Linked DNA regions of Mus musculus: regions 2, 3 and 4 are each linked to region 1. Evidence: chromatin contacts called from public Micro-C and promoter capture Hi-C data. All regions are on one chromosome and are shown on one strand. The core of a region is the stretch at or near the end of the contact, and the rest is flanking DNA. Distances in the headings are between cores, read along the strand shown. Region 1 holds the start of Bean1 (brain expressed, associated with Nedd4, 1). Region 2 holds the start of Nae1 (NEDD8 activating enzyme E1 subunit 1). Region 3 holds the start of Dync1li2 (dynein, cytoplasmic 1 light intermediate chain 2). Region 4 holds the start of Terb1 (telomere repeat binding bouquet formation protein 1).

What was found. Hi-C and Micro-C count contacts between places; a contact is called where the count stands out from the background. Capture Hi-C pulls out chosen DNA fragments and counts their contacts.
Region 2: a contact with region 1 is called in a promoter capture Hi-C map of adipose tissue. The contact joins the promoter of Nae1 here to the promoter of Bean1 in region 1. A contact is called at or near these places in 4 of 39 promoter capture datasets (the C10 cell line, cranial neural crest, frontonasal cranial neural crest and 1 more), 1 of 484 Hi-C or Micro-C datasets (embryonic stem cells), 2 of 115 datasets of contacts at active chromatin or transcription factors (bone marrow-derived macrophages and embryonic midbrain) and 3 of 9 other capture datasets (adipose tissue, embryonic stem cells and liver).
Region 3: a Micro-C map of embryonic stem cells shows a contact between it and region 1, with 3 times the contacts expected there. The contact joins the promoter of Dync1li2 here to the promoter of Bean1 in region 1. A contact is called at or near these places in 3 of 39 promoter capture datasets (embryonic stem cells, frontonasal cranial neural crest and pre-B cells), 1 of 484 Hi-C or Micro-C datasets (embryonic stem cells) and 3 of 9 other capture datasets (adipose tissue, embryonic stem cells and liver).
Region 4: a promoter capture Hi-C map of adipose tissue shows a contact between it and region 1. The contact joins the promoter of Terb1 here to the promoter of Bean1 in region 1. A contact is called at or near these places in 1 of 39 promoter capture datasets (neutrophils) and 2 of 9 other capture datasets (adipose tissue and liver).

What each region holds. Positions count from the first base shown.
Region 1 is chr8:104,168,119-104,175,099 of GRCm38.p6, forward strand. It overlaps Bean1 (brain expressed, associated with Nedd4, 1), which reads left to right and starts at 2,395. Exons shown (of 5, transcript NM_001141924.1): 1 at 2,395-2,886.
Region 2 is chr8:104,530,806-104,537,204 of GRCm38.p6, forward strand. Nae1 (NEDD8 activating enzyme E1 subunit 1) reads right to left here and starts at 3,832. Exons shown (of 20, transcript NM_144931.3): 1 at 3,707-3,832. The coding sequence starts at 3,759. It also overlaps a transcript of Car7 not described here.
Region 3 is chr8:104,439,593-104,446,410 of GRCm38.p6, forward strand. Dync1li2 (dynein, cytoplasmic 1 light intermediate chain 2) reads right to left here and starts at 3,455. Exons shown (of 13, transcript NM_001013380.2): 1 at 3,103-3,455; 2 at 2,882-2,955; 3 at 882-998. The coding sequence starts at 3,209.
Region 4 is chr8:104,505,574-104,512,049 of GRCm38.p6, forward strand. Terb1 (telomere repeat binding bouquet formation protein 1) reads right to left here and starts at 4,314. Exons shown (of 20, transcript NM_180958.3): 1 at 4,229-4,314; 2 at 3,694-3,800; 3 at 2,217-2,273. The coding sequence starts at 2,247. Nae1 (NEDD8 activating enzyme E1 subunit 1) reads right to left here. Exons shown (of 20, transcript NM_144931.3): 20 at 5,455-5,694. The coding sequence ends at 5,585. Gm22148 (a small nuclear RNA gene) reads left to right here and starts at 2,329; the gene lies at 2,329-2,435.

The sequences.
Region 1 (6,981 bases), core at 1,145-3,644:
CGGCGGCAAGCAGTCACAGTCCAACTCCACTTGAAACCGTTGTCTTTGTTAGGGTTTTGCACTGTGAACAGACACCAAGCATGACCAAGGCAACTCTTATAAGGACAACATTTAATTGGGGCTGACTTACAGGTTCATCTTGCAAGCGCTCAACTGGCCAGGAAGAACGACACTGCAACAGGATCCTTCTGCACACGTTTATTGGGAGAGCTTGATTGTAGAGGCGAAAGACCTCGAGCCCAGAACTAGTGCTGCTTTTATAGGCCTAGGAGGGGCGTGTCTCACACCCGGATTGGTTATGTACTAAGCCTCATTTGCATGTTCCTCATCTGATTGGTTATACTCTCAGTACCTTACAGAACCTCATTATCATGCCTGGTTTGCATGTCTCACATCTGATTGGTTATACTCTCAGTACCTTATAGAACCTCATTATCATACCTCATTTGCATGTCTCACATCTGATTGGTTATACTCTCAGTACCTTACAGAACCTCATTATCATGCCTGGGCCAGGCAGTGTCTTTGCAAAAGACTTTACTGCATATGTACACATTGGTTGTTTGTCCAATCTTATGCGTGGTGGCCAGCAGTAGTCAGTGCCACTCAGCAACGGCACATGTGGCTTCCCACAGGTTCAGAGGTCCGGTCCATTATCATAAAGGTGGAAACATGGCAGCATCCAGGGAGGCATGGTGCAGGCTGAGCTGAGAGTTCTACATTTTCATCTGAAGGTAGCTAGTGGAACACTGACTTCCAGGCAGCTACGACAAGGGACTTAAGCTTCCACCGCTCCTCTGCTTCCCCAAGGATTTATCATCAACATGCCCACAGTGACACACCTATTCCAACAAGGCCACTCCCTGGGCCAAGCATATACAAACCATCACACCCCCACTTTTTGTTCGGAGGCACAGGTTTCTCAGACCAGAGATACTCAGATAAAAGGGCATAGAGCAATGAACTCTTTAGGGCTGTGTCTTCCCACTCAAAGTGAGCCATGACCCCACACCCCTAAAACACATAGACACTCAGGCCTGCCAAAGAGTGACCACTCAACAGCTGGAAGATTTGTCTGGATCAACTGATGTCTGTTCATTGAGTCATGGCCAGTCTTGGTGCAGTGGGCAGAGCTGTGGCCTCTAGTCCTAGCTCCCTGGTTTGGACCTATCCTGGTCTTTTGTTTGTCCACAAAATAAATGAAATGTCTGGGTTTGGACAACGGGCCCACCCAAGCCTTTTCTGACCTCGCTGCTCAAACGGCTCAAGCTTCCCCCCCCCCAACCCCCAAAACAGACCCAGTGAGCTGAGATCAACCCCTCTATGTGTTCAGAAGGGAAGCCAGTCAAGGATGCTGAGTCCCAAATGAACGGTTGCCCACAGAGGCTGGGAGGGGCTCTAACCCTGACTCTCCACACCTAGCAAAGCTGAGGTACAAAGCCTTCTGCTTTCTCCTGGAGGCTGTTTTGTCCCCACCTCCCAGTTGGCGCCTGCAGCTGGCTCAAGTCTCTTCCACAAGGTCCCCAGGGCTCCTCTGCTTCCCCAAGGTTTTTATCATCAACATGTTCAACTCTTTGTCATCATGTTTTATTTTCAAGAACTGCCTTCCAGCCAGTGGCAGGCGTCAGAGTTTCAGGTGTCCTTCCTTCTTCAAACCTCAGCTCCCTCATCAATAAAGTAAGGGCTTGGAGAGGGTTGGCAACAACTCAATTTATGGATTCCCTGGTCAGATTTACCAACTGTCACCCTGGACAGACCCCTGCAGTCTCACTAAGATGTATCAGCCCTGAGGGACTCTCCCTGATGAGTAAATGTTCCAAGTGATTCTACCAGTAACTGTAGAGCACACCAGCATATTTAAATGTGCGATAAGCAGAGACCTTGTAATAATAACAGGCCTAGGAATGGGCTGCGGCATGCCAGAGGCCGCAAAGTGGGGTGCATACAGGGAAGGAGCTGGAGCCCAGGTCCCTCCCCTGAGCCAGGCATCTTCCAAGGTAGGCTTGCATCTGCCAAGACTGAGCACCAGGACAGAGGGCATCAGGTGGGCAAGGGAAGAAGAAAATAAGCCTGCTGATAGCTCAAATTGAAGGCCTTGGTCAAGCCTACGTGAAGAGAATTCGAACAGCTGGGAACCAGTGGCCTTGACGGGCTCCTCTGCCCAAACCAAAGGCCAGCAGCAGCCTGTGTCCCTTCTGCTGCCTCTACCCTGCCTTCTGCCCTTAGCTCTTGCCTCTGTCCAACCTTTCTGGCTGTCCATCTCTGACATATGGTTGGTTCACCCTTCTCTGCACGTGTCTGTCTGTCCACCCTTCACAAGTCCTCCTGGTGTGCCGGCCTCCCTACATCCCTCGGCCTCCCCGCCGCCCTGCCCCGCCCGCCCGCCTGCCCGCTGCCCGACGCTGTGTGGGTGTCGGGCTGGCTGTGCGCAGAGGGGCGCGGCTCGCCGCTCCCACCTCCTCCGCGTCCCCATCTCAGCAATGACCCGGGCCGTGGCGCCACCGAGCTGAGACCGGGGAGCCGCGCCGCCGCCGAGGAGGGCCCAAGAGGGTGACGGTGGAACGAGCGGCGGCGCGGGGACCGCGACGGAGGGACGGGCGGGGCTGCTGTTCCTGCTGCAGGGCAGGGCAGGGCAGGGCAGGGCCCCGGAGACCGCCGGCGGCTGTTTGCCCGCGGATCGAGGGCGCGGGTCCGTTCTGCCCGGCCCCGCCGGTGCGCCCCGCCCCTGCACGCACAGCAGGCCCAGGCGAAGCGGCTGGGACGCCCCAGCCCAGCCGGAGCGCCACGGCATCCGAGCGGGAGCCGGAGCCCGAGCGGGACCGGAGCTGGAGCCGAAGCTGGAGCCGGCACTGCGGCGCACGGAGCGGAGCGCCGCAGCCAAGCCGAGTAAGGGGCGCGGGGCGCGGGGAGGGCCGCAGACGGGGGTACCGCTGCTTATGCACGCAGCTGGGGACGCGCTGGGCGGCGGGGGACGTGGTCCCGAGCGGAACCTCAGCGCGCGAGGAACTGAGCGGTTTGCCCGAGACTCCTGCGGTTCCTGATCCCGCATCCTCCCCACACCCGAGAGGGTCACCGGGACCCGCGAATCCCCGGGGAAACGCGAGGAATCCGAGGTCTGCCTGAGTCTCAGACGAGTATCCTCCCGGGATGCAAGCCCATGACAGGGTCCCCAGCCCTGTGCCCTCGGTTTGGAGGGTCGCTGACCAGTCCACTCAAGAAAAGATACTAGGGCACACTCTTGTCTGGGGTGAGAGGAGAGGGACTGGGGTTTTACAGAGTTTGAGCCTGAACCCTCTCCCACCACCTTAAGCCAGGAAGTTTGACAATTCAACGGCCCAGTCACTTGGACCATGCCTCATTTTGTCTTACCTAGGATAGAAAGAGCATCCTTGCCGCTCCCCCCACCTACCCTCTCCCTTCATAAGGAAGACTTTCCTGTGCAGTCCCTTGCAAAGGACCCGAAGCTGAATCCGAGGTGGCAGTTCCTCTGACTACGCAGCACTAAGTGGTACCTGCCACTCTCCCCTTCCCAAGCTCGGCAATGCCCACCCTTGCCCCCCCCCCCGCTTCCTCCTTTCCTGGTTGTCCTTCGGGCTCTGTAGTCTAGGGACAGGTGCGTAGTATCGACCCTGGGCTACGTTTCTCAGCCACCCCTGTGCCAGCATGGGCAGCCAAACCCAGCCTGGGAAGGGACGAGCACAAGTGACATACTAGAGAATCGGGGAACTCTAAGAGTCCAAGTGCACCTGAGGGCCAACAGACGGCCCTCTAGACTCTCCTCAGTGATAAGGACTGCTTACTAGATGACTTCACCACTGAGTGACTCAGTTTCCCTCTTTGAAACGTATGCATGATTCTGTTTAGTAGACTGTGCAGGGTCTTTGGAGCCATGAGACACTCTTTTAGCTGATTTCCCAGCTGTGTGACCTTAGGCAAGACACTTGACTTCTCTGAGCCTCAGTTTCCTTCACCTAAAAATGTATGGAAGATCGTTAGACGAGTCTTCTGCGGAACCTGACACACGTCTATCCATTGACTGCATTTGGCCACAGGTGTTTCCTGAGGCAAAGAGAGCTTGATGTGAGGCGACATGGTGCTCCCATCTTTCTCACCCTCTGCGTCGGCCTTTGGTTCCCTGTGAATCTCCTGACATCTCCTTGCAAAACAAGACTTTCCTTTAGCCTCTCCCTTTTTCGCAGGCGCGTGCTGACATCTTCTGCCCCACCCAAACCTTTCCTATGCTGCTGTCCAGGTTCAAGAGGCTCACTGACTAAAGGGGACACTCTACCTTTTTTTTTTTTTTGCCTTTGGCTGGCACTTGCCACCCCAGACTTGAGACCTCCTACATTGCGTTCATACTCTGTACAAAGGAATTTACACACTTCGATCTACTCTGGATTAGGTGAAGAGAGGATTGCTCGCTGTGGGTTGACTTGGGTGAGCCACAGGTGATGGTTGGTTGCAACAGGTATCAGGATGCTCAGCCGATGGGACAGTGAGGTTACCAGGAGCCGCAGAGGTGCCCACTGAGATTCCTTGCTGACTATCCAGGCCATTACTTTAGGTCACAGGACCCCATGATGAACCTAGTGAAGGAACCGGAGCTGGTGGCAGACAGCATGACTTGAACTTAAGAGCTAGCAGGTTTTTGGGGAAGGATCTTCCTGAGTCTGAGCAGTTGGGGCCTAGAGCAGCCCAGTTGCATGCCTAGGGCTTAGGAAAAAATATGAGCAGCACATATCCACAGAGCGGCACAGAGGTTGTAAGGAACCAGGAGCATTGATGGAAAGAAAACAGACGTCACTCCCATCACTCCTACCCAGAACTGGAATGAGATCAGGAAATGTGTCTACCTGTTGCTGGGCAGAATGGCTGCCTAGGGTTTCTTCCCTCCAGAAGTCCCTCTCTCCTTCTTTTGTAACCTACCCCCCCCCCATTCACTCACTAGGGTGCCCCATTCCCTGCATCTTCTATAATCCTCTCCGCTTCTCATCCCAGAGGAGTCCATCCGAAGCTAATTAGGCTCGTTCTGCCGCTCCGCTCAGTATTTGGAGCACAGCTGATAGGGAGGGTGATGGAGATGCAGGACAATCATGAGTCTTTGGCACCAACAGGCTGAGCACCCTCAGAGGACATCAGCGGCTCTTGAAAGCCTAGTGCCAAGCGTGAGGTAGGGAGCGGGAAGGTACCAATCTGTTCACAGCCTCTAAAAGGGAAACTGAGGCCAGGGAGGCTTGCCCCCCTGGGAAGTAAGCACAAGATAAGAGTTATGGCTGCCAGCACAGCCCTTGGGAGCTAGCAGCCAGGTTTATAGCATTTGATTCTGAGCAGGGGCCCCATTCCCCCCCCACCCCACCCCTTTGCAGCCTCAGTGTTGTCTTGAAAACGGGATGAATATTGATTGCACACCTGCCAGAATGGTCATGAAGACTAAAGAAATAGTGCATACAAGGCGTATGGTAGTGTCCAGTGGAGCTTGGCCAGGAGCCTTTGCCGTACCTGTGTTGTAAACACCCTCACACAGGAGTTTGTAAGCACAAGCACTTTTGCTTTGATCTAAGACATGAGCATTCTGGTGGAATGGGGGCGGTCAGGACCATCCTATAATCACCCCCACGGATGGTCACAATGCTGAAGCTCCTGAGGTTAAGGACTGAAGTCGGGTATAGAATAGGTAACATCACTGAGACTCATCCGTAATTTTACACGGGGTTTGTGAAATTGATAATTAGCACATTTTCACTTCAGCGGCATGCAATTAGTTATCAAGATTATTCCTCCATGGAGATATTAATGATTTTGTGTCTAAGAGCTGGAAATGAAGGTGCTAACGGTCTGTGGGCTATCACACTTTTAGACGCTCCTTTTTTTTTCTCCCTACTCAAACAATTATCAAACTCATTTAGTCAAATTGACTTAAAAGAGCAGTCTCCCACTCTTATCTACACCTCTTCAGTTTTCTCCGGAGCATTTATCACCTCCAACATCCATAGCCCTTTCTTTTCCATTACCCCCTCTCGGGAGTATCACTCACTGTGATGTCTCCCGAGACTAGAACGGCATTCTACGTTCAGTATGCTTTGCAAAATCATAAGATGTCTTGTCATGTCATACAGGAGGTCTGCTATTTTTATTATCCTTGCCAAGTGTGCAGATCGATTAAAAACAAAATATTATAGTATGGGAGATACTGGTCCCTCAAATATTTAGCAAATAAGACTTGCTTCGGGAGCTGAAGGAGATAGCTCAGTGGTTAGGGAGCTCCTGGTGCTGTTCTGCCGGAAGACGAACGAGTTTGGCTGACAGCACCGACCCTGGGTGGCTCACAGCCACCTGTAACTCCTGCTCCAGGGGATCCGATGCCCTCTTCTGACCCCCAAGGTACACACACATGCACATGTGAATACAAGTGCAAACACACACATGCACAAAGTAAAATAATAAGGAATTTTTTAAAAAAAGACTTGCATAAGTATCGTGGATAGCTTGAAGAATGTTAAGAGGAATGAAGATTAACGGGGTCTGGGGATGCGAGCTGTGATCCCAGCCACTCTGGAGGCTGAGGCAAGGGAATCACAGGTTCATGGCAACTCTGGGCTACAGAGTGAGTTCAGTGTCAGCCTGGGTTACTTAGTAACAAACATAAAAATGATGTTTAGAGTCCAGAGAGTGTGGAGGATGTAACTCAGGGCCTATATAAAAGACCACAGAAAAGGTTATTTATTTTTCAAGTATCTTAAGGAAACTTCTTATTTAGATGGGAAGTTAACTTTAAAAAAAAAAAAAGAAGAAGAAGAAAACCTTCTCAGTAACAAAAGTTCAAAGGCAGATTAGCTTTAGCTTCTCCCAAAGAGCTGACATTGATTTTTTTTCCTTCCAATTACTTTCTACCACAAAGGATTCTTTTCTGAATCTTCATTGTGATGATCTTTCAGATTATAAAAATCAATACATTTCACTGTAGAAATTTTTGGATATCAT
Region 2 (6,399 bases), core at 2,582-5,081, 360 kb after region 1:
TTAGCCAAGAAAGCACTTATCGTCTCAGCTATTCAGGAGGCCGACGCAGAAGAGTCTTTAGAAGCACGTTCAGGGTCAACCTGAGCAACAAAGAGAGGCCCTATCTCTTTAAAATACATACATACATAAATAAATAAATACATAAACAGATACGTGAATAAAGGAAGCTTCTTGCACTTAAAACATAGTCTGTTCTCAATCTCATTTCTTCAAGTGATGCAGATCCTATACATTTAAGGTCTTGACATAAGATATTTATTTCCCTGTAACATCACAAAAATAAGCAAAAATTTTATCAAGGAAACTTGCTTATTATCATCTGAAAAAGCTCACATTGAAGTACTTTAAAATATAATAACAGGTATTACTATTGCCCTTGGTTGCCTTCAAGACACTAAAGGTTAAGTCCCTATTGCTGAAGACACCATGCACTTCAGACACAAGATCTAGAGGACCTCAGCTGGGTTTGACCCGGAAGCCTTCTGCAGGAAGACCAGCTTTTGCTGTATACAAACTTTCAAGGGAGAGAAACCGTGGGTAGTTCTTCCAGCTGTAATGGCTATGAAACACAAAGGCTATGAAACCAGCATGGAGTGACAACGTGAGGGGCAATAGTGGCACTCTTATATTGGTGGTAACCAACAGCTAGCTCTCCAGTTGCACTTAAGGCTTGCTCAGCAGGAGAGAAATCATACCTGTTACTGGAAACCTAGCCAACGACCCAAGGCTAGAGGTGTCATGGATGTCAGAGAAGAACCTGTTGCCACCACTTTACTAAATCAGCTAATTCCTAACTGCATTCTAAAAATTTATTCTTTTTTTTTTTTTTTTTTTTTTTTTTTTGAGACAGGGTTTCTCTGTGTAGCTCTGGCAGTTCTGGAACTCACTCTGTAGACCAGGCTGGCCTCCAACTCAGAAATCCGCCTGCCTCTGCCTCTCTCTCTCTCTCTCTGCCTCTCTGCCTCTGCCTCCCAAGTGCCGGGATTAAAGGCATGTGCCACCACTGCCCACGTGTGTGTGTGTGTGTGTGTGTGTGTGTGTGTTTAACAGCAACAGAGAAAAAGAGGCCGAGATTTCAAAAAGGAACAAGGGGGTCCATGGGAGGGACTGGAAAGGGAAAAATGATATAATGTTTAACTGAATAAATACATACATACATACATATACATATATATATATATACACATACATACATATATACATACATATATATAATAGCCAGTGAACATTCTAATTTCTAATAGGATGACTAAGAGATGCACACATCAATAACACAGGGGTGTAATAAGAATTAGAAACACATATTATAACCTGATTGAGACTGGCATATCACTAACAAGACAAAGTTCATGACCACACATGTATCATGTTTTTTGGGCCAGGTTTGCCATCTTTATTCCCCCATTCCTTGACACACATATGTTATCTCCCCAAATCCCAACCAACCAACAATCTACTATTTTCTTTTCAGAATGGGAAATAATGGGGAAGCCCAAATTATTTGAAAATGCCATTGCCATACGGGTACTATCAGATGCCCGGGGACTTAAAAAAAAAAGACTTTGACACTCCTTCCATGTCACCAATATAAACAAAGCTTATCACAACAAACTGCACCACTTGATTTTCCATTTACTGAGCATCCAGTCTTCACTTTAAAGGGTCCCAGACCACACTGCTGGCACAGGGCTTTGCCTAGAGGAACTGATCACTCAAGGGCTGGCAAATGGAGAAACAAGCTTGGGAAAAAAATCAGAGAGACCAGAAAGACTTTTTCTCTTCCCAGGAAATGGGACACAGTCTTATCTGAGTACTAAGTGGTTGGACAGTTGAAGAATAAGCCTAAGAGTACATCTTCAAGATTCAGCAAGAAAATGTTCTTGCTGGCCTGAGAGGCGGGCCTTGGTCCCTGGCTATTACCTGCCGACCCAACTTTGTTTCTGCTTCCTTCTGACCTGCCTACAGCAAAAAGCAGTTCTTGTTTTGACAGATAAAATGCAGCCCTTTAAGGAATAACTCAGTAAGAATCCTCTTCCAGTCCCTAGGAACATTAAGTATCTTCTCAGCTTTGTTGCCTTCCCTTCTACCTCCACCCAAACACAGAACTACGAGTCCACAAGAACTCAGAGTAGTTACAAGGGCTCTGCTACCTTGTTTCTCTCTCTAGAAGCTTGGGACAAAGGATGAGTCTGAAAAAGCCAGGTGGCCCCAAGCTGGAAACATGTCTAACTCTGGGCAAATTAACCTAACTTTTACAAGACTTAGTTTCCCTATCCAGTATCAAAGACCGTCTGCCTTCAAGGATTCTCAGAACTAAGTACCTACGTCTCTGGGAGAGTAAGAGCTAGGTAGTCAATACAAAGAGAAACCTCCATCCTTAGGGACACAGGGTAAGTTCTCTTGAGATTAAGAGAGGCGAGGGGATGGCAACACTTTGATACACTTAGCTGACACAGAGTATACTCAATAAGAAAGGAAGAAGGTGGGAAGAGACAAGGAAGGAGAAATAGCTAAAGAATCCACCGGATGGTTTAGATGTGCCCTGTCCAAATGGTTTCTGAGTACTAGAAATGCAGCTGGCATGAATTAAGACATTTTTAAAATGTGTATGATACCTGATTTATAAGACTCTGTGAACAACAACAACAAAAATAGCTTGGTAATTTTAACAATAATTACGTTGAAATTGTAATGTTTTGGAATACTAGGTTAGATAAACACTGTCAAATTTGATTCTGGGATTGGGGAATGTAGCTCAATTTGGCAAGCAGGCATGATGTCCAGAGTTCCAGCCTCAATACTTCATAAACCGGGTGTAATAGTCCACACTTATAATCTCAGCTGTTGGGGAAAAAGAGGCAGAAGGATTGCATCAAGTCTGAGCGCAGTCTGCTCTACATTGCAAGTCCAGGCGGCCACTCAAAGGTAAAAGACAAAAAAAAAAAAAAAAAGGGGTGGGGTGGGGGAGCAAAAACTTATTTTTGAGTCTGGCTGGGCAGTGAGCATCTTCAATCTCAGCACTTGAGACCTGGGACGTAGGCGCTTGAGTTCAAGACTGGCCTACTTAAGACCATGTCTCTATATAAACGAGAGGGGTGGGGAGAACTAGTAGCAAAACTTATTTTCCTGTCTCTTTATTCTCCCGGTTCCCAAGGTCTTCCAATGGAGGCCAGGCTGGCTTTCAGTTTCCGATCCACCTGCCTCTGCTTCTCAAGTCCTTGGGATTACCATGTCTAGCTTCTTTTAACTTTATTTGAAAGGTGCCTACTGGAAAATGTGTAATTACGAACACGGTTTGCTCCGATAAAGCTAGCATGACGCATTTCTATTGGCCAGCGCGGGCGTAGACCAATACCTGCCGGGGCGCAGCGCTCGGCGGTCGGGCAGGATGGGGTGCTCCCACCCCCCTCGTTTAGCGAACGAGTAGGGAGGGCCTGCCGAGACTGTGCAGCCCAGTGGGTTGGCGGAGACACCGCGCACCGCAAACCGCGGACAGCCAGCCGTGCGGGAAGGGGCGAGCCGGCCTTCGCCGAACACTCGGGCCAGTGGCCGGATCCCAGAGCGCCGGCTCCCCACGCCCTGCACGGCCGGCCGCAGCCGCAGGCCCGTGGGAGGCCGGCCTACCCGGCCTAGGCACTTAGGCCCCGCGGGTGTCAGGAGAGCCCGCCAGCCTGGCCGGCTTGCTCACTCGTAAACCCCGGCTCACCTCAGCTGCCGGTCGTACTTTTGCTCCTTGAGTATCTTCCCTGGCTGCGCCATGGCCGCGCCTGGCCCGCGAACAGCAAAGCCGCCTAAGGAGGCCGCCACCCACTCGGCCTCACGCAGGCGCACTAAGCGCCCTCCTCCAGCGCGCAGCCAGTAGGGGGCGCCGACGCTGCACTGCGCACGCGTCACTGGGAAGCCGGGGGAAACCTGAGGTTGAGTTCCACAGAATGTTTCTCTCTCTCTACCTGCAGTAATTGTGGAGAACTCCGACTTTTAAATCGAGTGATAATCCTTATCACTGATAAACCTTAGTCCTCTTCTGGGTGAGTTCACCGTTCCTGAGACTCCTCCAAGAGGAACAATACACCAGCATACTTGTATATAGTATTCTATATAGAGAAGCTACCCTGATGGGTAGACAGAGGGGCCCCACCCCACGGCTTCCCTCCAAGAATTGTTCCCCGTGGTGACGCAAGGGAAAGGGGGTTTTGAACGAGATGAAACGGCATCAGGAGACAAATGAGAAGTGGACTTGGGGGACGGGAGGGTGTCTGAGAAGCAGCCAGAGTTGCCTGTGAAGCCCATGAACAAGGAGGAAATTAAAGCTATCATCGATTCATGTGACACAGGATGACTGTCCCTTGGTGGCCGATGCTAAGGAAGGAGCTTATGAGCAAGTTGAGGACAAGAGGGAAGAAGAGGCTTGCTGACAAGTAAGAATTGCTTTCCTCTATCCCAAATCCTAGAGGAGTCTCCAGATTCATGATTGCCAGATGCACTTGCACGTCCTGAGATTATTATCCCAGCACATGATGAGTGTACATCCACACATAAAATCCTTCCAGCCTTGTGGGGTGAGGGACCAAAGAGACGGCTCCATTTGACAGTAATATTGCAGTGCTAACAAATGCACTTCCCCTGGGCACAGTGTTAGGACACAAGGTGAGGGGACACCCTGCTGTGACCTCCCTCCCCCAACCCCTATGGAACCCAACTGATGGGAGAAAAGGGGCGTTAGGCGTTCCCAGCTCATTATGTGCTTGTGCATGTCTGTCAGTTGTCACATTCCCTCTCCAGTTAGACAGGTGAAACGTGAGCGATATAAAATACACCCAGGGAATGTGAGAAGGTCAAAAGTGAAAGTGAAAGTTCACTACATAGCCTTGCATACACCTTGGCCCCAGGAAAGGAAAGATGGACAAATGTAATTGGAAACAACAACATCAGGGGCCGAGGGTGCTGTACTGCCTGCGACTGTGTGATTTTGAGAAGCATTCAGTTGTTAGTAAGTGGACAAGGATACCTCAGAGCATGCACTTCTTACAACTTTTTAATGTTTATTGATTGGTGTGTGTGCAAGAATGCCATCATGCACTCGTGGAGGACAGAGGACCATTTGCAGAAGTCACTTCTCGTCCTCTTCAACACAGGTTCGAGGGATAAGCCCAAATCTTCCAGCTTGCTGAGCCATCTTGCCACCTCTCCTTTGAGGAAAACTTATTCTTAAATGTATGTGTGAGGTTGTGAAATATTCACTGTGGGAACTGAACTTGGATCCTCCGCAGAACAAGTGCTCTTAATTGCTGAGCCTTCTCCCCAGCCCTTTAAAAGAATGGGTGCAAAGGAAATGAAAGAAAAGGGGAAGAAAAATTAAAGAGGTTATCGCTGTAGTCACTTCGGTTAAAAGAATGAAGCAGGGGAGATGGAGAGATGGCTCAGCAGTTAGGAGCACTGACTGTTCTTCTAGAGGTCCTGAGTTCAATTCCCAGCAACCACGTGATGGTTTACAACCATCTGTCATGGGATCTGATGCCCTCTTCTGGTGTGTCTGAAGACAACTGCAGTGTATTCATATAAATAAATTTTAAAAAGAAATCTTTAAAAAAAAAAAAGAAAAGAGAAAAGAATGAAGCAGGGCCTTTGTAGGAGCAAGCTTTACCCCATGTGTGAGGGGATGGGGTCACAACGTGGGGTGGCAAAATGATTTTTAATTCCCTTTTGTAAGCAAAACTTTTATAGTGTTTTACAGAAAAGACGAGTATTTAAAGGGTTTGACATGCTCAACCTGCTTCACACAGAGAGAAGAAATAGGCTTGGATTGGGGGAGGTAAATAGCCCAATGTAAGAATTAGAAAAAAAAATACTCTGACATTTCTAGTCAGACCCAGTTCAAGTCTGTTATTTCATCCATCCTTACTGATCTCTATCCGGAGACATTGGATCTATAGTTTGGGGAGAAGCTGAGGACAGCCTGTAACCTACGAGAGACCAGCCTAGAGAGAAAAAAAAAAAAAAATATATATATATATATATATATATATATATATATATATATATATTGTGCTGTGTGACCTCCAGCCTTCCCTGGCTGCCCTTGTCACCTTTGCCTTTCTCAAAGGTACTCGTTGGCTGATTCGTGCCTCTCCCTAACCTCACAAGCAGCCTGAGGCAACAGCAGTCCATAATGTTTGAAGTCACATCCCTCACAACTGGCTCCCCGCTTAACATTTACAAAGTATTTGATAAATGTGTGTTGAACGAAAGGATAAAGGAAAAGACTCCCTCTGCATTTACTTACTTTTATTTATGTGTGTGCTGTCACCTGGGTACCAGAAGTCCTAGTTTACCATCTCATCTGACCACCCCTTCAGCCTCCCAGGCTCTCTAATCCTATCTTATAGATTAATAACTAAA
Region 3 (6,818 bases), core at 2,205-4,704, 270 kb after region 1:
ACTGCAGAACATAGGCGTGGCCCTATGAACCAGTTTGGTCTGGCTCTCAAGCCCAAGGTCTTCCCAGGAAAGGCAAGGTGGCCTGCAAGGCAGGAAGCCAACGATGCAAACACACATGAGGTCCTCTAGGCTTGATTTAGAGGCCTCAGTTATACAAGCAGACGCCAATGGGTCTCAGTTACACGAGCAGACACCAGTGGGTCTAGACAAGACACTCAGTCGATGCTTACTCTTCTGACACAGGGCTCGACACTAGGCCAACATTCCGCCTTCTTTTCAGGTCCACTAAGGAATGTTGAACAAGATGAAGTCAAGGGAGCAGGGATAAGATCCCTGGAGATCTCAATTAGCACATGAGGTGCCCAAGCTTGAGCAAGAGCCTCCATGTCCTCTACCACACAGCTCTCAGAGATAGCAGAGTTCAGGTGTTAGAGCGGCTTTTAGTTTATCTTCTTCAATTTAACAATAAGGAAGTAGGAGAACGTGTTATAAAAACGCCCTAACATCACGATCACTAGTATTTAAATGGACAAAAGCAAACAGGAAAAAATGAAAATGAGCCAATACACTTCATCTAAGACTCAGGCACCAATAACTATTCTACAGCTGAACCTGAAAAATTATAAAGGAGCATTACAGAGTAATATCTCTTGAGCGGTCAAGGCCAGCCTGGTCTAGGTAGTGAGTTCCAGGCCAGTCAGGGCCACTAGAGAACCTGTCTCAAAAAAACCAAAACAAAAAACAAATAAAAGTGACTAAAGTCTTGCAAATGACATACATTTCACCCACTGTCTTTGGGTGTACCAGAAAGCTGAGTGTGCCTGGACACGTAGGAGTCAGAGCCCTACATGTTACCTTCCGATGGAGTAATGGTCACTCACCGTCCCGGTCCTCATCATGAACGCTGAGGTAAAGATACTCTAAGCCTCTTCCTTTTTTGCCGTGTTCTGCTCCTTGGAGTTTGGTCATGAGAGTTGTCTTACCAGAACCATCTTCACCTACAAATGACATTTGCAAGAAGACAAAAGTATACCATGTATCGCTCTGCGCAAAGACAGCCAGTCATAACACCAACACAATAAGGAACAACCAGAAATCTCAAACATGCCTGTTAAGGTCTCTCTCACTCGCTCTCATCAACAAAGGAGACCTGCTTTTAAGAGTGACTGGCAGAGACAGCCAACCCAAGATGGCAAATGACCTTCTGCTGCAATTCTCTTCATTTCACAAGGGAAGGAACAGGGCAAACTCACCAGCTCTACCTACATCCCAGAGAAGTGAAAGTCAGAGAGATGAGGCTAGTTTCCCACAAAAATAAATCTTCGCCACAAGAACTCTTCAAAACACAACTAACCCCAAAAGTCTAGGAACACTAAAATAAAAACCTGGCTCTGCCTCAAGGCATGACGCTTATGTAATTTACACACATTTGATTTGTAGAACAACTTCACAAGCACCCTAAAGGCTTGGAAACGGGGGAGGGGGAGGGTTACCGACCTAGGTGAAGCTCCTAAGTACAGTCTCAGTAGCAAGTGCTTTCTCATCTCCCTAGGATTAGCTATAGCCACCCCCTCATCTAGATGCACTCTAAACCTGAACGAGAACCATTACCAAACATCTCTGGGCATCCTTGGATTCAACACTATGGAATCTGAGAACATAAGAAAGGAAAGGCAGTCCACGAGGATCTTCCTTCCTCCACAATGCTCACCCTTTTCACGAGGGCCACAATCCACCCGGGGCCTGGAAGAGCGCCTGTCAGCATGACCTCAGCTCCTGTTCATTCTGACCTAGCTGGCCCCAGGAAGCCTGAGTTATCTCCCTAAAGCACAGACCTGGCTATAACCTACCACCCTGGCCATTGGATGAGAGAAACACACGGACATCACCATGCAGTCATTTCCATAAGGCTTGGGGAAGGGTGGAAGAAGATAAAAATCTGAAAATCAGGAGTCTCCAGGAAAGCCGATTAGTCCTCCAGACTTTCATGATCTGACCTCATCTTTATCCTCTATTGCAAAAAAAAAAAAAAAAAAAAAAAAAAAGGCTTTTGACAGTGCCCAAACGATTCACCCTACTATCTTGATGTGCTTGCACCTAGGCAATTACCCTTCAAGATACCTGATTCCACAAGCGCTCTCTCAACACATCAAGCAGTGTGATGCGCCCACAGCAGTCTGCTCTTGACATGAGAGATGCGATGCAACCACGCACACATCTGCCTCGGCTCCACTGGGATTCTTTCAGGGTGTCTAAGACTGTCTGTACTGTCCCACTGCTCAGCCCTCATTTCCTACTCTACAAACAGCATTGCAGGTGAACGCATATAATCCCTTTCATTTGAAGGAGATAACTGAAGCCAGAGAGGTTAAATGACTGACTGGGCAACCCAGCAGTGAGGGCAGGATTTATGCAAGAAAGTTCCTGGGGCTGACTCCCAAGCTCTGCTGCCTGCCCATGAAGACTGAAGAAAAGACTTCGTCCATCTCCTCAGTTTCCCAGTCCAGGTCACCTACTTCCCTCATCTTCTCCATCCAGCCTGCACATCCTCTTTTTCCTTCCTCCACATCCTCAACTTGGTGAGCACAAGGCTAACCGATGAACCGAGTCAAGGCTGAAGAAGGCTCAGCCAAAAGACTGAAGGAATGTGCCCCAATGCCCCAAGCCCACATCACATCACTGGACTCCAAACGGAGCTGCATTCTAGGGGGTCAGTAGAGGTGTGGGCTTGGAGACTCAGCAGCTACCCTGCCAGAGTCCAGGGTGCCCTCCCAGGCAGGCAAGCGACAAGCAGGCGCTAAGGGTGGAGAAGCCTGGGAACCAGTGGGAGGGGCGCCGCCTGACCCACCCCTGCGCCCCAGGGCAGTACCCCGCTGCTCACCGAACACCAGAATGTTTTTGCCGGACGGCAGCTTGGACCTGGCACGGGTGGACACTTCGCTCAAGATCGAAGACCTGCGGCGACAATGACAAGAGTGGTCAGCGCGGGACCGCCTAGGACCGCTCGGCCCACGACTGCCCATCAATGTCTGCCCACGGTCCTGCCCGCTCCGGCCCGCTCCCGGTCCGGCCGCGCCATCTGCGGCTCTATACGCTCCTCACCATAGACTCTGGCCTTCCTCCTCTTCACTTGTCAGGTCGCCGGCGGCCGCCACTGCGGGCCCGTTGGGACCCAGCAGCAGCTTCTTCTCCACCCCCACCGGCGCCATCTTGCCAACTGCAGCCACAAAGAGGGCCCTCCCCCGGGCCCGCCGAGGACCCGCAAGGACCCCGGCCGGGCCGCGCTGCCCGCCCGCAACGCCGCAGAAGCTCCGTTATCCAGCGCGTCCCGACGGGCCCGCGGTGTCCTCGTGCGTCTGCGGGACGTGGGATCGCCGCAGCTAGGGACGTTGCTGGGTCAGGCAGCCAGCCGGACAGCCTTACGCGGGAGGTGGAGCCGCGGACGCCACCAGACCGAGAGCGCGCTGGCGACCCCTGCAGGGCAGCCTCTGATGCGGCAAGTCCAAGCTTTGGAATGAACTCAAGCTAGACAACCATATTTATAAAGCGATCTCATTGAATCTTGTTTAATTCTTAATAAGTGAGGTGAGGAAACTACAGCTCAGAAGTTTAAAAGAAAATGGGCCAAACATGAACGAAGATCCACAAAAAAATGACTGGACATAGATATTTGCATGTCCTGTCATACCAGCAATGGGCAGCTGGTGGGGGCGGGGAGGGGGGGAGGGGGAGGGATCAGAAGTCTTAGACTACTTGGTAAGTTTAAGTTGAGCATGAGCTATGTGAGAGCCTACTTCAAAAAAATTAATTTTAAAATGGTTGCACATGGTGTCACACGCCTTTAATCCCAGCATTCAGGAGGCAGAGGCGGGAGGAACTCTATACATTTGAAGCCATCCTGGTCTACATAGCAAGTTCGAGGGTAGCCAGGGCTACATAGTGAGACCCTGTGTGCCGGCTAGTTTTGTGTGTCAATTAGAGTCATCAGGGAAGAAGGAAGCTCAATTGAAGAAATGCCATTGTGGGTGGTGCCATGCCTGGGCTGGCTGAGCAAGCCAGTAAGCAGCACCCCTCCATGGCCTCTGCATCGGTTCCTGCCCCCAGGTTTTAGCCCTGCTTGAGACCCTGTCCTGACTTCCTCCAATGATGGATTATGATCTGGAAGGGTAAGATGAAATAAACTCTTTCCTTCCCAACTTGCTTTTGGTCATGGTATTTCATCACAGCACTAACCCTAAGATACCCTGTCTCAAAACAGCCCCAAGACCCAGTTCTAGAGGTGGTATCCTGCCACTTCCAGTCATTACTCTTTTAGTTTTACTTTTATTAAATGTGTATAGGTGCTTTGTCTGCTTGCATATCTGTCCACTATGTGTATGCAATGCCTGTGGAGGGCAGAAGAGAGTGTCTGAACCCCTTGTAACTGGGATTACAGATGGTTGTGAGCTGCCCTGTGGGTACTGGGAATTGAACCCAGGTCCTTTGGAAGAGTAGTTAATGCTCTTAACCGCTGAGCCATCTCTCCAGCCATGTTTCTTCAACTATTATATGGCTTAATTTTCAGGATGCTCATTGAAAGTTTATCACAAATCCTCAGAATGTTGTTTTTCATCTCCTCCTTTGTAGACTTTATTAAACTGTGAATGATTTTTACCACCACAGTTAACAATACTTTTGGCTTTGCTTTACCAATTTTATTGTTGTTGTTGTTGTTTGAGACAGGGTTTCTCTGTGTAGCCCTTGCTGTCTTCGAACTTACTCTGTAGGCCAGGCTGGCCTTGAACTCGGAGATCCACCTGCCTCTGCCTTTGGAGGGCTAGGAGTGCCCCCACTGCCCTGCAAGGTTTCTGTTTTTTTTGCTTTTTTAAATCCTATTTTTCAGAGAGTCAATATTTCACAGCAGAACAAGCAGCTGTGACTGCTTTTCTTGAGTGGAGAAGGTAGTGGGGAGACTGGATGTAAAAGGGGAGAAGTAATGGAGAAAAGAAAGACAGGTTTGTGCTGATCAGGGGTAACTTTAGGTATGGCCTTTTGCTGTTCTCTAAGGAAGCAGGGTAACTTTACAAGGTGTTGATAAATACCATAAGGAAATGTGATATGGCAGGAAAAGCAATCACTTAAGTAGGTTTCAGTTGAAAAATACAGTGATTCTGGTTCAGCTAAAAATTAGCAGCATAAATTAAAGGATGCAACAATGGGCATGTAGTTTGCCAACTTGAATGTAAACTGGAAAAAGGAAAATGGGAGGGAAGAGCAAGCAAGATTGGAAGTCATAACAGGACACTAGAGTTGAACACTCTGGGCCAGTGAGCTAAATCCCCACCAGGACCACCAGCCCAGGGATGGTAGCACCCACAATGGGCTGGGCTCTTCCCCATAGATCATTGAGAAAATGCCCTACAGCTGGATCTTATGGAGGTATTTCCTCTAGGGAGGCTCCTTCCTCTCTGATGACTCTAATTGAACACAAATTCTCTAATGTGACCTGTTCCAAAACGAGAAGATAGATAGCACCAGATACAAATGCATATAGTAGCTTTCTTTTCTTGCCAGAATATCAGGGGGGAGGATGGTGCAGACATAGGGAATGCAAATCTCAACAGAGAATTTGACAATTCATAACAAAAGAAGGTTAAAAATAAAGGCTGGGTGATAGCACTGATGCTTGTTAAAGCCACCCAGTGTGGTGGCACAAGTCTAAAACCTTAGCACTGGGGAGGCCGAGAGAGGGAGAGCTTGAATTCAAGGCCAGTCTGGTCTGCATGAGACCACGTCTGAACAAAGAGGAGGTTGGCCTGAGGTGGAGAGGAGGCTGGCCTGAGATGGAGAGGAGGGGCTACCAGAGATGCTAGAGCCTGTCACAGGCAATTCAGTTGCTATCTGTGACTCGAGGAGAGCGCACAGAAACAGCAGTGTTTCCAAAAATACTGGATGGCAAACAGCACAGACTAAATCTAACGAAATCAGAAACTTAACAGGCATTCTTAAAGTCCTATAGTAGGGTTTAACAACGAGACCATACCATGGGCTGGAGATACCACTCACTTGACAGAGTGTGGTGCACAGTTATGTTTCTAGCATCTCACAAACTGGGTGTGGTGGCAGAAACCTGTAATCCCAACACTTGTGAAGAAGCTAAGGCAGGGGGATAATGGTTCAAAACCAGCCTAGGTTACATAGTGAGAGACTGTCTCAAAAACAAAACTGAGGCTGGTGCTGTACTCAGTGGTGACTGGGAAACACAGTGTTCTAGAGCCAAGCCCCAGATCTGTATATGTATGCTATACACATAACAAATCAATAAGCAAAACCAGAGAAGGTCATTCTAAGCTATATACTGAGTGCAAGGTCAGCCTGAGCTACATAAGATTACAAACAAGCCCAACAGGACAGGACTTATTTCAAAATTACTCCAATTCTAATGTAAAAAGGTTTAACTATATTAATTATGATTGGAAAGTTGGTCCCATAGAATGTCAAAAAAACATCGAAATTAGGTTCATAAAATTTTGTCTAGCAGAGAACTGGAGTCCCTTCTCAGGCCATATATTATGAATAGACAATAACAGGCCCAGCAATGACTACACTCATCAGAGCAGTGACTACACTCATGCTTTGCATGAAGTAGTTATGACTCATTAGCATAAAGGGGAAAATGTGGAAGAACAGGAGGGAGAAGTGAGAGAGACACTGCAAAACACCTAAAGCAAAGGGCCAGTAAGATGGTGGCAAGTAAAGGCACTGAGTTCGAGTTCTAGGATCCTCGGAGCAGAAGGGGAAAAGTAATTTCTGCAAGTTTTCTCTGACTTTCACATGTG
Region 4 (6,476 bases), core at 3,064-5,563, 340 kb after region 1:
CTTAGCAAGCCAGGGGAAGCAAGCCAGTAAGTAACATCCCTCCATGGCCTCTGCATCAGCTCCTTCTTCCGGACCTGCTTGAGTTCCAGTCCTGACTTCCTTTGGTGATGAACAGCAATATGGAATTGTAAGCTGAATACACCCTTTCCTCCCCAACTTGCTTCTTGGTCATGATGTTTGTGCAGGAATAGAAACCCTGACTAAGACAGCCACTGTACCTTGTAAACTTACTGTTGTTGATGTAGTATGTAGTTCAATTGGTAAAGAGCTTGCCTAGCACCAACACAGCTCCAATTTCAATCTCTAGCATCATATAAACCAGGTATTACTGCAAATGCCTATAATCCCGGCACTGGGGACTTGGGACAGGAGGATCAGAAGTTTAAGGCCATCCTGTGCCTTAAACTTTCACACTCTATGTGAAAGCCTGACACAAAATAAAAAACCAATTTTGACAGTGTAGACAGACACAAACATATTCATCTGCATTTCTGACAGTACCCTTGCAATAGTGAGCCGCCATGTCTAGGGAAATCTTTTATATTCTGCCAATAAATCTACTATCATATGGATTTATTATTATTTCAAATAGAGTCTCACTATGTAGTCCTGGCTGGCCTAGAAATATGTAAACTAGGCAGGCCTTGTATTCAGAGATCTGCCTGTCTCTGCACTGTTAAGTGCTGGGATTAAAAGCATGAGCTATCATACCCAGCTCATGTGGCACTCTAAGTATCAGCATGACTTTCCCATAATTTCTGATGTCAGAAAGTATATTATAGGCACTGTGATGGCTTGTAAATGCTTGGCCCAGGGAGTGGCACTATTAGGAGGTGTGGCCTTGTTGGAGTAGATGTGTCACTGTGGGTGTAGGTTTTAATATCCTTATCCTAGCTGCCTGGAAGAGTTTTCTCCTGTTTGCCTTCAGAACAAGATGTAGAACCCTCAGCTCCTCTTGCACCATGCCTGCCTGGATGCTGCCATGTTCTCACTTTGATGATAATGGACTGAACCTCTGAACCTGTAAGCCAGTCCCAATTAAATGCTATCCTTATAAAAGTTGCCTTGGTCATGGTATCTGTTCACAGAAGTAAAACACTAAGGCAGGCACAAAGCAGGTGTTCACAATGTATGCTGTGGTATATTATTTTCCTTTAAGTTAATATATATCATCTTGCAAGGAAGCTCTTTTTTTTTTTTCCGAGACAGGGTTTCTCTGTGTAGCCCTGGCTGTCCTGGAACTCACTCTGTAGACCAGGCTAGCCTCGAACTCAGAAATCCACCTGCCTCTGCACCCCGAGTGCTGGGATTAAAGGCGTGCGCCATCACGCCCGGCAAGGAAGCTCATTAAGACCCAGGATGGTGGTGCATACCTTTAATCCCTGCATTAGGGAGGCAAAGGCAGAAGGACCTCTGGGAATTCAAAGCCAGCCTGGTCTACATAGTGAGTTTAAGGTCAGGCAAAACTACATTAAGAGACCCTATCTCCAACAAAACAAAACAAAACAAAACAAAACAAAACAAAACAAAACAAAACCAAACCAAGACAAGGCTCCTTAACAGTTAGGAAGTAGACCACTTAGAAGCTTAAGGAAGTCCCTGACGCTAATCTGACATGCTGGGCCCCTCCCTCCTCATATATAAGAGGTAAGGACTGCTGAGGAGTACTCTCAGACCAAAAGAATTGCTTCGAAAAGGCTCAGACCAACTAAACTGCCTGGAAAAGACAGAGAACAACTGAGCTGCCTGGAAGAGATACTTTCCAACCTTAACAGCTGCTTGCAGGTTGTGCTATGTGTTCCAGGTTCCCCGCTTTCATGAGCTGGGGTAGGCTTCTGATGATACAGCTGCCTGAGTCATTTCTGTTTCTGTAAATAACTCTTCATTCACATGCTTTGTATGTAGCTCCAGTAAGCTTACTGGCTTACCAAGTTGGATTTGGTGGTATCCTTACTTTGGTCTGTTGAAAAATCCCTATCTGGGGTAAGTAGATGTTTGTTCGTGTCCTCTCAGAATAATGTCAGAACATATGTAAGTTGATGAATGATTCTTTTGTTTTCTAGATGTTTGTGATATATGTATGTGTGTGTGTGTGTATATATATATATATATATATATATATATATCTCACAAACATACATGCATGAATATACCCACAATTATACAACTATAAAATACATAAAACTAATGTAACTACATGTTTCATGGATTCTCACCTTGTGTTTTCTTTGGCTTCTCACTTTCCATGCTTGTCTTTTTCCCTTATATTTCATCTATAAGATAGGGCATTTTTAGTTAGATCAGCTTCTAAGAAATATTCTGGCCCATATGCTTGTTTCAACAGCACATATACTAAAATAGGAATGCTACAGAGAAGATTAGCACAGCTCCTTCATAGGAATGAGACACAAATTCATGAAGCAGTCCACTTGTTTAAAAAAATTTAAGGAATGAAATATTCTGGGCATGACGGTGCATGTCTGTAATATTCAGGCAGGAAAGGGAGTGGAAGAAGAGTCCTGAGTTTGAAGCCATTCTGAGCTACATTTAAAGTTCCAGAAAAGAAAGGGCAAGGGGCCGGGGGGGGGGGGGGGGGAGCAGGAGCTAAAAAAAAACTCTCTCAAAACCAACAAGCAAACAAACAAAACCCCTCACAAACTCAAGAGGGACAATCCCTGGGATCTACATTGTAAGCAAAAACAGACTCTCATTGGTTAACTTCTAACCACACATGTGCTAACCCGTACATGCATGCACATACATGTACATTCACATACACACACAAATAGATGTCATTAAAATAAATAAATAAATGTCATTTTCAAAAGGTTAAATAATTATAAAATGTCCCAGCACTTGGGAGGCAGAGGCAGGCAGGATTTCTGAGTTCAAGGCCAGCCTGGTCTACAGAATGAGTTCCAGGACAGCCTGGGCTACACAGAAAAACCCTGTCTCAGAAAAAAAAAAAAAATTACAAAATGATACTTAAAAATATAAAAATATTTTATATAATATTATAAAAATAGCTCACTTCCCAAGTCAAAAGTATGTTCCCACTCAAGCAATTACGAAATGTTTTCAGTAGTTTTGTGGGTACAAATCATCACTAACAATGAGATTGTAAATTTTTTTTACCCTGATCTCACGGGGCGGGGGTAAGTTTTTACATAACAGGACACACCATCCTTAAAGGGTTTACTTAATTTACTCTCCAAACCAACAAGGTCAGGTGCAAACGTTACTAGGAAGACTATTAGAGAACATAAATAAGAAAACTAGTTGATTAGTGTTCTGCACACCTCTTTCATCCTGGGTATGGGACTCAAGGTAGAGTCTATCATTAAACACTAGGTCAGCCCCTGAAATTCGCTACTCTAAAATTGGTCACATCAAAAGCTTTGTGGGGGGAAAAATTCTACATATCTCCCTTCCCCCAAGAGAGACAAAAATATCTTCCTGGGTGGGGCTGGCAGAGATGAAAATCCTAGCATTCACTTCCACTTGTAAGTTGTCCGTCCGCCTTGGAATCCTACACTGTGGAAGGCACCCTCTAACGGGAGCAGAAAGGCAAGCACGTAACGTGCACTATCAACTTTTCTGCTCCGAGTGTGACATAAGCCATTCAGGTCCCAGGGAATAGAGGGTCCCAGGAACCAGTTGCTGTACTGGATGGATAGGATATGGGGCGCACACCCTCACGGCTCGCCCGGGATTCCCAGCCTCCGGGTCCACCGTCTTTCCGTGGGTTATGGCTCCCTCGCTCTCGCTCCAGGCTCCGGAGGCCTGGCTCACCTAAAGAGCTGGAAGAAGGAACGCCTGTGAGGAGGGCAGGCAGGCCCACGACTTTCCTCTACTGCTCTCCGCGGGGCACCATGCACGCCTCCCGAGCCCGGCTCCGGCGGACCTCCCAGGAGCAATCGCCCAGTTCCCAGCGTCAGCTGCTGCTGGGCACGCGCTCCCGTCCTCTTCCTCCCAAACCGAATCCCCCGTGGGGGCCGCCGCTTTCCCCGCCCCGGGATCCCGGGGAGCAGCCCGGACGCACACAGCCGCCCGACTGGGCAGATGGGGACGACCTTTTCCCCCTCACAGGTCGTGGGCCTGGCGCCAGCTCAGGGAAGCCCCTGCCCTCAGCTCAATCCACCTCCTCAGGTGAGCCAGGGAAGCGGGCCACGCCCGCCACCACAGCTCCGCCCCAGGAGCCGACCACCGGAAGGCGGGAAGCCGAGACCTTGGCCTCTCCACCCTGGAACCCAGAGCCCCTGTCAGGCCCACACCAGCTCGTCCCTGTGGCAGCCTAGACCACGACGCCTGACTGGGTTTCCCACGCCCGCGCGCCAGCCAGGCTCACATCCGCTGGGCGGGACTTCCGGCCGCACACCTGTCCCACTGGGCTTAGCCCTTCGCAGCTGTAGAGCCATCAGTGGGCAGAAGGTGATCAGTGCGGGATGCCAGGTTTTAGATGGGAGAAAGTGACATGATGAGGGTAATATAACTTAGTATTTAGGACTTGCGTCTCGGAAGGGTCTTTGCTCCCTCCTTGACCTTGCCTGACGCCAGGCTTTCTTTGGTTGCACTGGGCATTCCGTTGACTGGACACCCTCCCTGGGTGAACTCCAAAATCCTTAGTTTTTGGTTCTGGCCAAGCCAGCTTCTCATTGAGTAGACCCAAGAGCCCAGAGCTCTGAGTCTTAAATGTGTTCAAGGTGTGCCCTATAATTTAGTCCTGTCATACGTCCCAACAGAACTCTTCCCATGGGAGTGTTGGGAGATGGAAGTACTGTCAGAGGGCAGTTCCTGCTCTGACAAAGTCACTTGATGACACAGCCAAGCAAGAATGATACAGGTTTTCAAGAAATAAAATCCCTATGAGCCCCCTCCCTCGCCTCTTGTCAGCTATAACCCAGGTTCTCACATAGGAGACTGCCTTTGAGAACTGTTCTATAGCAGGCAATTTAGGGCCTTAGGATAACGAATCACACACACACATTCGGCCTCCCAGTTTGGATTTCTAGTTTGTTACTTTTCCTCACCTTCAGGAACTTTCCTTCCCATCTAACAAGCTGCTAAATGCTATTATTCCAATATATTATTCAATAAAAAGAAATTTAGGGATGGGGCAAGCCCATAAAATTCAATACACAGGTATAGTGACAAACCTTTAGGTATATATAATGAATGACGACAGCACAAGGGAATGGTTTTGTCCTGATAAAGCTCCGAAATGCTTCTTTAAAAGTTCTACTTTAAATAAGTAATGATCTTAAAATGTCCACAGCTAAAATCCACATCTTAAGTTCATTAAGATAATTAATTTTTTACTCTTGTTAGTGAAACAGACATATCTACGATATGTAACTGTAAAATAGCAATCCAGCATTAACTAACTATACAAAGAGCTGGCTTTTGTTCTGTTTTCTCCCCATTCTCCCCACCATTCCAGACAACAAGACTATATTACAAATGAGAAAAACTTTTATTAAGGAAACAATTTAACTTCCGTCCTTTAACAGATTTTTACAAACCAAAGCACAATATGAAGACAATTACAGTTCCAACCATTAACATATTACACATGGTGCTTATTCTACAACTGGAAAGTTGCAGAAGTTTGTGACATACCACTATAAATATAAGTATTATTAAAAATTACGAATTGTTTGGTGATTATTTTGATAACTTCTTGAGCAGCAGCTCCTGTTGGAAAAAGGAGAGAAGTAAATGTTTGAAAAGAATAAATTTTAAGAGTTAAGTAATATATACCAGACTGGGCCTGACGGTGCATGCTTTTAATCCCAGTACTAAGGAGACAAAGACTGGTGGATCTCTGTGAGTTCAAAGCCAGCCTGCTCAACATAGTGTGTTCTAGGCTGGCCAAGGATATACAGTGAAGACACTTGTCTCAAAAAAAAAAAAAAAAAGAGTTGGGTGTGGTGGTAACGGATGACTCTATTCATCAGACTGGGGATGTAGAGGCAAGATGATTATGAGCTCATGGCCAGTCTGAGTTACAAATGGAATTGGAGGTCAGCCTGGTGTATATGAGATCTATGCTATATAGAATACACCACAGATACAGATGAGTACAAAAGACAAAACAAACAAAAAACATAAAGCCAAGCTGTTTAAAATCCCAAACAAACATATTTTGAGTCATAACAAAATAAAAGATAATAATTATTATTATTCAGGGTCAAACCCACACTGAATACTACAGAGCTCCTGTAAGGTACTTGAAACACAAAGAGACAGTGAAATTCCACCAAGAAAAAAAGAATCTTTTCTAAACTGAGGCAGCTTCTTTCTACATACTGAGGCTGTGGACTTAAACCTGTACTATCACCAAATCTCTCAGGCACCATAGATGTAGCAGAGGTGCAAGAAACAAAAAGATCTGCTGCTTGCTACCTTGGGTCTTTCTGTTTAACAGCAAGAGAAAGGATAGCTTACAAATAAATACAGCATATAGTATGTAGAAG